Linked DNA regions of Mus musculus: region 1 is linked to region 2. A link is a contact called in public HiChIP or PLAC-seq data. All regions are on one chromosome and are shown on one strand. The core of a region is the stretch at or near the end of the contact, and the rest is flanking DNA. Distances in the headings are between cores, read along the strand shown.

Region 1 (4,074 bases), core at 168-2,667, 300 kb before region 2:
AGGCAAGATTTCCCTGATTATTACCTCTTTTGACTCCTCCAAGATCATCCTTAGAAATCTTACCAGTGCTTTGAGAACCTCTCTGTATTCTTTTTTTGTTTTGTTTTGCTTTAGGGGCAGGGTATCTCTTTGTAGCCCTGGCTGTCCTGAAACTCACTATGTAGACCAGGCTGGCCTTGAACTCAGAAATCTGCCTGCCTCTGCCTCCCAAGTGCTTTGATTAAAGGCATGCACCATTGCCCAGCTCTCTCCGTATTATTATATGAATCTATTTATTTAAATATAAATTATTTTTAGTCTTTTTTTCTGTTTCTCTTTTATTGTAAACAGTCTCTCTCTCTCTCTCTCTCTCTCTCTCTCTCTCTCTCTCTCTCTCTCTCCCTGTCTCTCTCTCATAATATATCCTGATTACAGTTTTCTCTCCTCTACTCCTTCCAGTGTCTCCCTAGCTTCCCCAATCCAGATCCACCCCCCCACTTCTTTCTCTCATTAGAAAGAGAACAGATTTCTAAGGGATAACAATAAAATAATAATAATAATAATAATAATAATAATAATAATAATGGAAACCCTAACACATCAGAATAGGACAAATAGGACAAAACAAACAGAAAGAAAAGATCCTAAGATAAGGCACAAGAAACAGTCATAGATGCAGAGATCACCCATTTGCATACTCAGGAATCCTATAAGGACACTAAACTGAAAGCCATAATATATATATATATATGCAAAGGGAAAAGAATATATGTATATATAAATAACATATAAATAAGAGTAAGAAGACTAGAATTTAAAAAGAAATAGGAGAATCCCATTGTGATACGAGGAACCTCCAAAGATGGTATCGAGTTCTCTTTCTATTGGCCATCTATTGCTGGGCATGTAGCCTACCCTTTAAGAGTAGTCTGGTTCCCCAGAGAAACTCTGTGAGTTCATATGTGTACCAGTGCAGTTGATTTAGAAAGCCTTGTCTTCTTGGAGTCCTCCATTCCTTCTGGCTCTCATATCCTTTTTTGCCTTCTTTTCTGAATGGCTCCCTGATCCCTGAGGGGAGGGATTTGATGGAGCCACGCCATTAGGACCGAGTGTTCCAAGCTCTCTCACTCTCTGCACATTGTCTGGCTGTGGATCTCTGTGTTTGTTCCCATCTGCCGCAGGAGGAAGCTGCTCTGGCGATGGGTGAGCAAGGCACTGATCTTATGAACTGACCTTGTTAACACAGCCCAAATCACCCCTCTGCACTGGCCCTGTCTCAGTACAGTTCAATGGGTTTAACTGTTGCTTTCAAAGTCTCTGTCTGAAGATGAGTAATTTTCCTGGAGTGTCTTTGGTCTCTTTTATAAATAGAACTTTGGTGGTTGAGTTTCACTTGTGTTGTAGACATGCTCAGACATGTCTGGGTCTTCTGTGTCTGCAGCTTGGCTTGTTTTTATTCTTATGACAACTTACTCTCCACTACTAACCCACTGATATGAGTCATCTGTTTTATCTAGCCCTGATTCTTCCAATAAGAAAATTACAAGTTATTTAATTGGACGAAATTTTAACTGGAAATTTCATGTATGCATTTCAGTATGCACTTCAATGTATTAAACATAGACATATAAAATGCCTTTGTACACTGAATTTGAAATCTTCTAAACCATGTTATTAGGTATGGTTTTTAGAATAATGTTGACTTGGAATTCATGGCCAATCAAAAGTTTAGCTTCACTTATGTTTGTGGTTTTATTTGAGGAATAGTGTTTATGTATATATGTGCATAACTGATTATATTTTATCCTTATTTGAAAAAAAAAACTCAGAAAAGTAAAAAGAACCAATAAGATAAAAATACTTAACTGTCTTAATAATATCCTAACAATGGAATTTGGGCAAGACTAAAATAAACTGAGAATATTGTCACTTTCAAAGGTTCTTTTGACTTCGGCAGCTTGTCTGCTGAGGTATACTGAAAGAAAGAAAAAAGTGCTTGTATGTAAGATGTTTCAGAAATATTCCACTCAAGACTCTGAAGTATGATGAAAGATAGAATGACATTTTGTAGCTCTTTGAAGAGAAAACCCAGTGTTTAAATGACTTATAATTTTCTTATTTCTATTTATCATAATTTGCAATGACATGTGAAATATTAACCCTGTGTAGGTTTATCCTAACCTTGGAGGCTCCTCTAGGTTTCTTGTAACCACTTTTCTATAAGAAGCTTCAAAAATGACTGGACTGTAAGAGTTGTCAGTAAATGTGTTGAATGAAGGAAAGCAATGAACTTGGGTGAGTGTTCAAAGAAAAGCTGTCCAGGAGCATGTGAGGCGAGGCAGGTATATTTTACATATTGATGGAGGTAGCCAAATGTTCTTCAAAATAATGCAATGCATTTTTTTCTTGTTGAACTAGAATACCTAAAACTATATGTAGGTTTATTTTATTTCTTGTGAAAGAGTTAATTTAGGGCTATTGCAAAGGTGTCCGATTATTTATATTTTAAACAGTTGAGAAGAAAATGTGTTGAGAAATGTTGCATTAAAGTTTTGTAAAACAAACAAGCAACCAGACAAAGGCCCATAAAGTTGATGGTTTGTTTTCTCTTGGGAAGTAACATAAAACTAAAACATTTGTAAACATTGCCTGGACAGAAACTTTAGGGAATATATTTTAGATAAAGGAAAGAACAAATATATAAATAATAGAAAAAAATCCAAATACTGAATAATACAAATGAGGTTAAATGAATATTGTACACCTGTACTTGGAGTACTATGGAGTCTTACAAGGAATGAAGCATCAGAAAGATGTCCTCTTGTAATTAAGAAAAGCACATATCTATCCTGTTTTCTTGAAGTCTCAGTGTTTGTATATGCACACGTGTTTTTGAGCAAGAAAAATACAGAGAAAACTTGGGAGATACAAACCCAAATGCAACCGTGCTCCCTCCAGAAGTGAATGGACTGGGCTTCTTAGATAGGGAGTCTTTACTTAATACATTTTTTTTTAAAAGGAAGAAAAGACACATTATATGGGAACATGGTGAGTCACTTGGCAAGCACATAGTTAATAAGTTTGCAGGAAGTTTCCAGATTTTTTTTTTTGAGTAATCCTTTGTTAGACTATAAACTAGGTTAGGCTAAGTTGGTGATTTCTGATCTTGCAGTAGCCATGGACTCTGTAGTTTGCATAGGGGCTCAGGTAGAATTCCTGTACGTGGAGATGATGAAAGCAAAGCGCTCGCTGAGAGAGGAGTGAGGGGGTTTCTCTGCCTTCCCTTTTCTTAATCTTCTCACAGCTCCTAGGGCTCTGAACAACACAGTTTGAAATACACTGGTCTCTTCCTGGGATGCCTTTGATTTAGTCCTTCCTGAAGGTCAGAGGAATATACCAGTTCTGTGATTTTAAAATACAGAGAATAAAGAATGCCTAGAGGTAACCCCTGAGTTCCACCTTGTCTTGCAGAAGACATTTGGATAGGAATCACTCACAGCGTGCTAGATGTTTCTGGCTGCACAATAGAGCGAGGGTGGCTTTTGGCTGGCACTCCTTAGCTTTGGAGTCCTCGCCCTTTCACTCTGAAGGTTCAGGCATAGGATCTGCACCCTCTGTATGGCTAGACAACTAGACCTCTTGTTAAGGCAATACCTGTAAGTCCTGTAAACCGTTGCGCCACCTCTCTTAGTTATAACTAGACAAGCAGCTTTTAAAAGTAAAGTTGCTTTGTATTTAGTTTAAGAATATGCCTTTTCCAGATGCAAGCAACTGATCAAAGGACCTGCATTTTCTTCAAGACTTAAATATTTAATAGTGGAATCTGTCAGGAATCATTCTTTTAGGACATGGACACAATCTCATACTCACAGTTTTAGGCAAACACTCGAATTTTCAGATGATCTACTCCATTAGACCATTTCTCGGTGCTACATACATGTTTGACTTGTTATAATTTTTAAAGTTTTGATATATGCATACTAGTGTGTTTAAAATAACTGAAAAAATACTACTATCCACATAAATAAAATTTCTACCTGTCCTTTGGGTGGCTTAATTGCTCTCTCCTCTCTCTTCTTTCTCTCCTTTCTCTCC
Region 2 (4,531 bases), core at 1,987-4,486:
CAACACACTTCCCTTAGGCTGGTTCCACTCTCTTTTGGAAGTTCTCCTTGGCAGGTAGTCCACAGCTTCAGCATCTGGCACATCTGCAGTCTCCAACACAATCCAGGGTTCACATTCACAACTGTATGCAATGATCTCTCTGAGCCACCACGGAGGGACTCCTCTGCCATATGGCAAGCCTCTGTGGCCTTTCTTAATTTCCTAGAAAGACTTCACAATCCATTTACTTCTGTATCCTTCATGATGCTAAAACCAGAACTGTGTGGCTAATACTACCAGGTTTCTTCAGGTGTTTGGAATGGAACCTGTCCTTTTCTTGAATTCCATTTGTATAAGCTTTGATTTATTATTGCTCTTTAGGAACCAATAATCCCATAGGCCTTTTCTTTTCACAAGTTGCAGGATTATCTGGGCTGAGTCTTCTGTAGACTCCATTCCCTTAATTTGATTTCTCTTTATCTCTTTTTGCACAAACTATTAAGTATTCTGGTATTCTTTTTTCTATCCTAACTCTACATTTTTGCATTTTTTTTTAGCTTTGCTTTCTCTTTTCTTATTATATACCTACAGAAGAGTAGTCACAAATAACCACATAGCAGAGTCAATATCAGGCTGTCTTGCAGTCTCCTTTATCAAGGGAAATAGTTCAAAACTCTTCATTTTAGCCTCAGGTAGATTCTTAGGGGAAGGGCAAAAAGCAGTCACATTCATTGCCAAAATATTATAAGAATTGTCTCTAGCCCAATTGCTAATATTATTCCCCTCTGAAATAATCCAGTATTATTTCAGAGCCACATGGCTCTCAGTACTACTGTCTTCCAAGCTCCTAGTAGGATGGCCCATTAAACCCTGCTTGCAGCATTTAGCTGCTTTTCTAGTCCAAAGTCTGAACAATCTTTCACATTTCTCAAAAAAAAATATATAGTCAGGTCTATCACAACAATAACCTACTGCCTGGTTCCCATTTCTGTCTTAATTACTTTTTTATTGCTATGAAGAAACATGATGACCAAGGTAACATGGAAGAAAGAGCTTATTTTGGTCCTTAGAGTTTCAGAGCGCAAGTGTGTGACTATCATTGCAGGAGGCACAGCACTTGAGCAGTAGTTGAGAGAATACATCTCCATTAGAGAGTAGGAGGGAGGGAGGGAGGAGAGAGAGAGAGAGAGAGAGAGAGAGAGAGAGAGAGAGAGAGAGAGAGAGAGAGAGAACAAACTGTAAATGGAGTAAGCTTTTAAAATCTCAAAGACCACTCCTTAGTAACACATTTCCCTCCAAGAAGCCAAACCCCCTAATCCTTCCCTGTTTGGGAAACTGTTTGTTTCATGAACTTAGGACTAAGCATTTAAATTTATGAGTCTACAGCGGCCATCCTCATTCAGATACCACATATACCAAAATATCCCCTTTAAGCTCTTGCTAATGAATTTATGCAAATGTAATTAAAGAAAAACAACCATTTTCTCAAACATAGCAAAGTATTAAGCATGAACATATAGTTTTGTCTCAGGAAACATACTACACTCATATTCTTTTCTATATTAGTTACCTTTCTATCATTAATTAATGCTATCATTAAATGCCCTGAGAAAATCAAATTAAGAAAGACGGGTTTTGTTTTGCCTTATGATGCTAGAGAGATTGAATTGGTCATGGTGGAGAATGCATGGCAATAAGCTGGCATGGCAGCAGGGGCAGAAAGCTAGCTATTCACATTTCAACTATGAGCAGGAAGCAGAGAGACAGAAAAGGAAGCCCTCCAAGGCTGCGAGCCTTCAAAGTCAGCTCCAAATGACATATGCCCCAGCAATGCATCATATCTAAAGGTCTATAACCTCCCCAAAGAGTGCCACCAACTGGGACCAAGTAATCAAATACATGAGCCTAGTATCTGTGTGGCAGGGGGTGTGGGTGGATGGGTGGGGTGGGGTGGGCAGGTGGGATGGGGTAGGGAATTTCTCATTCAAAGCACACCATGTCTTCTGCTCTCTGATCTCTTTTCAAACTGCATTTGACCTAATGTCATTTATAATGTTAGGAGTGATAGCTGATATGTGCCTCTTATGTGCTGCACATTTTCTATGTTATTGACTGTATGCACACAAAGTTTACCACAGTGAGCTTTGTTATCTCCTGTCCACTGCTGTTGAGATCATTTGAAGATTCAATGGAGGAGTAGAATGAATATCCAAGCCAAGGCTCAGCAAATGTAACAGCCCCTCTGGGGCCATCTCTTCAGAGGCAGCCTTCTCTGAAATGTTGACACTGCATCTCTTTGTGGTCATGGTAAGTGATGGGATTTTAGATAAAGAAATGAAAGAGCAATGACAGCTCTTACGGGGAAAATGTTATTATTAAAAATGATCACTTTTTCCAAGTATAGCAATTTAAGCAGACACTCCTCCAGGCCTGTAGTGTTGAAGATGGCGTTCGGGAACTAGAAATGCTAAGAATTGCATCTGATTTGGACTTTGTAACTGGTGTATATTCAGTACAGTCCTTTGCCCAAACAGATCATACCGACAAGCCTAAAGACAGTTGGCCTGCTGTCAGTCAAATTTGTTCAGAGTGCATGGTCTGGGGGAATTAAACGTTACCCAGCTCTGTGGCTTCAGCATTTCATGTCTCTAACTTCCTAGCATCATCAGCTTTTGGCTGCTAGCTGCATTCTCCTGTGTTGAATCAGAGGGGTCAGAGAAGTCATTTGCTATGTCTCGTTCCAAGTTCCTGCTGTGGTTACTAAGCAGAGGCATAAAAACAGAAAGTCTATGGGGTGGGGAGGAGCTGGCCTCAATGCCCGCACAATGGTGGGTAAGGCTTGTGGAATACTGACAAGAACAGTTGGCTATAGACCTTGTTCCTAGAGACCTGGGATGAGTGTGGTGCTCCTCCATTCTCCTGTTCATCTCCGTGCCAAGGTGCCCTGGGGTGAGTATCCTCTGAGCACCGTGGAACAAACACACTGCGTTCATTCCCCTGTGCCTGCACCATTAGCTAAGGCTCCCAAGATAACGGTCTCCACAAAGTAAAACCAGTTCCTTTCACTTCATAAATGATTTATTAGCCCTTGAAATAGGACTCTCTCTCTCTCTCTCTCTCTCTCTCTCTCTCTCTCTCTCTCTCTCTCTCTCTCTCATGTGTGCGTGTGGAAGTGGTATGTGCAGGGCTAATGGAACAAGGACTGAAGATGTTTTGGGTTGTAGTATATACACATCACACAAGGTGGCAGAGTGTGCACGAAGCGATCCTGCAGAGGAGGCTAAGACTGCATGGTTTGCAGCAAAACCAGGTTCTCCCTCCCACCTCTGTGGCTGCAGCTGCCGCTGCTCCACTCTGGGTGTGCTCAGGCGTTTGTGCTGGAATGGAATATGCCACATATTTAATAACCACCAGCACCCCGATCCTTTGCTTTCCATTCTAAAGCATCGTAAATGATTAGCCCTCGCTGGTTTCTTGAAAATGTGAACCGAGTCTTGATTCCAGTTTATATGTGTTCTCTTTGAAAACACAGGCTTATTCCACACTGGCTTTCTAGTTCAGCTCAAGGACACCATAAAAGCAGGGCCTCAGACGGTTTTGTAACACATGATAATCAAATTTTAACTTTTTATCTTCTCCATATAGGGTGTGCGTGTGAATTTAAATATTTATTAAATATTTGTCAAGCTTATTAACTCTGTTTATTTTTCCCCATAAGGAGACTTAAAGGTCTATGGATTTATTTTTAAATTAAATCGAATGGTTAATACTTAATTCTAATCATTATTAATTCAATTTTTAATGTAGTCATTTTATAGCTGAATTTAATATTTTACCAGACTCGAGCTTGTGAACAAGGCCATTAGCAATAGACTGCATAGGGCTGTCACACCATGTATCAGAAACAGCACAGAATAAATTTATTTGTACTATTAGCCTACTCAGTACAAAGAAAGGAGACATCTCTCAAAGTCACAGGAAAAAGCATTTGATCTCTGGACTGAAAAATGGAAGCTATACATATGCCTCATTTCTCATATAAAATTCACGTCTTAGCTTCAGAAGTTTGAACAGATACAATTTATTTTCCCAGGCACTATATAGAAAATATTAGGATCGACAATGGGAGAGCAAAATGCTTATCCTCCATAAAGTAGGTCAGGCAGTTTACCACGCTGGTCTGTCAGGTAGATGGCTGCTTACAGCTCATCACTGGGGGCCTCTTCCTTCCTTCTTTCACTCGTCTGATCACTGTTTTCCAGGGCCTTTCTGTTCTCCCGACAAGTGTTGTGTCCCTCCCTCCTGTGACTTAAATTATAACTCTTATTTCTAGGCCCTTTTCAGTCACAGCTCTCATTCTTCTCCACCCACCAACACTGCAGTAGCTAACTCCTACCGGCTTAGGGAAAATCGGTTTTTGACATTTTTTTTCCCTAATGCCCCAGGCAATGACAAGCGGTGGATAGCTTGTAGTTGGTCATAGTGTGAGTATTTACACCACATCAGTCAGCCGACACCAGAAAATAGGGCTCTTCCAAGCCACCCTTCTAGC

What was found. HiChIP or PLAC-seq counts read pairs in DNA pulled down with a chosen protein or histone mark.
Region 1: a contact with region 2 is called in an H3K27ac HiChIP or PLAC-seq map of the NIH/3T3 cell line, with 4 times the contacts expected there. The contact joins two enhancer-like sites. A contact is called at or near these places in 1 of 39 promoter capture datasets (the 3T3-L1 cell line), 11 of 484 Hi-C or Micro-C datasets (Sertoli cells, adipose-derived mesenchymal stem cells, cerebral cortex and 5 more) and 4 of 115 datasets of contacts at active chromatin or transcription factors (the NIH/3T3 cell line, embryonic hindbrain, embryonic limb bud and 1 more).

Annotation. Positions count from the first base shown.
Region 1 is chr4:31,939,009-31,943,082 of GRCm38.p6, reverse strand. No RefSeq gene overlaps it. Among named protein-coding and RNA genes, the nearest start is that of Map3k7, 23 kb to the left of the region's middle. Within about 2 kb of position 1,417, at least 42 of the 459 cell types and tissues checked have an H3K27ac peak or open chromatin away from gene starts, as enhancers often do. A contact at or near this core is called in the NIH/3T3 cell line and adipose-derived mesenchymal stem cells, where this site is marked.
Region 2 is chr4:31,641,101-31,645,631 of GRCm38.p6, reverse strand. No RefSeq gene overlaps it. Among named protein-coding and RNA genes, the nearest start is that of Gm42315, 130 kb to the right of the region's middle. Within about 2 kb of position 3,236, at least 108 of the 459 cell types and tissues checked have an H3K27ac peak or open chromatin away from gene starts, as enhancers often do. A contact at or near this core is called in the NIH/3T3 cell line and adipose-derived mesenchymal stem cells, where this site is marked.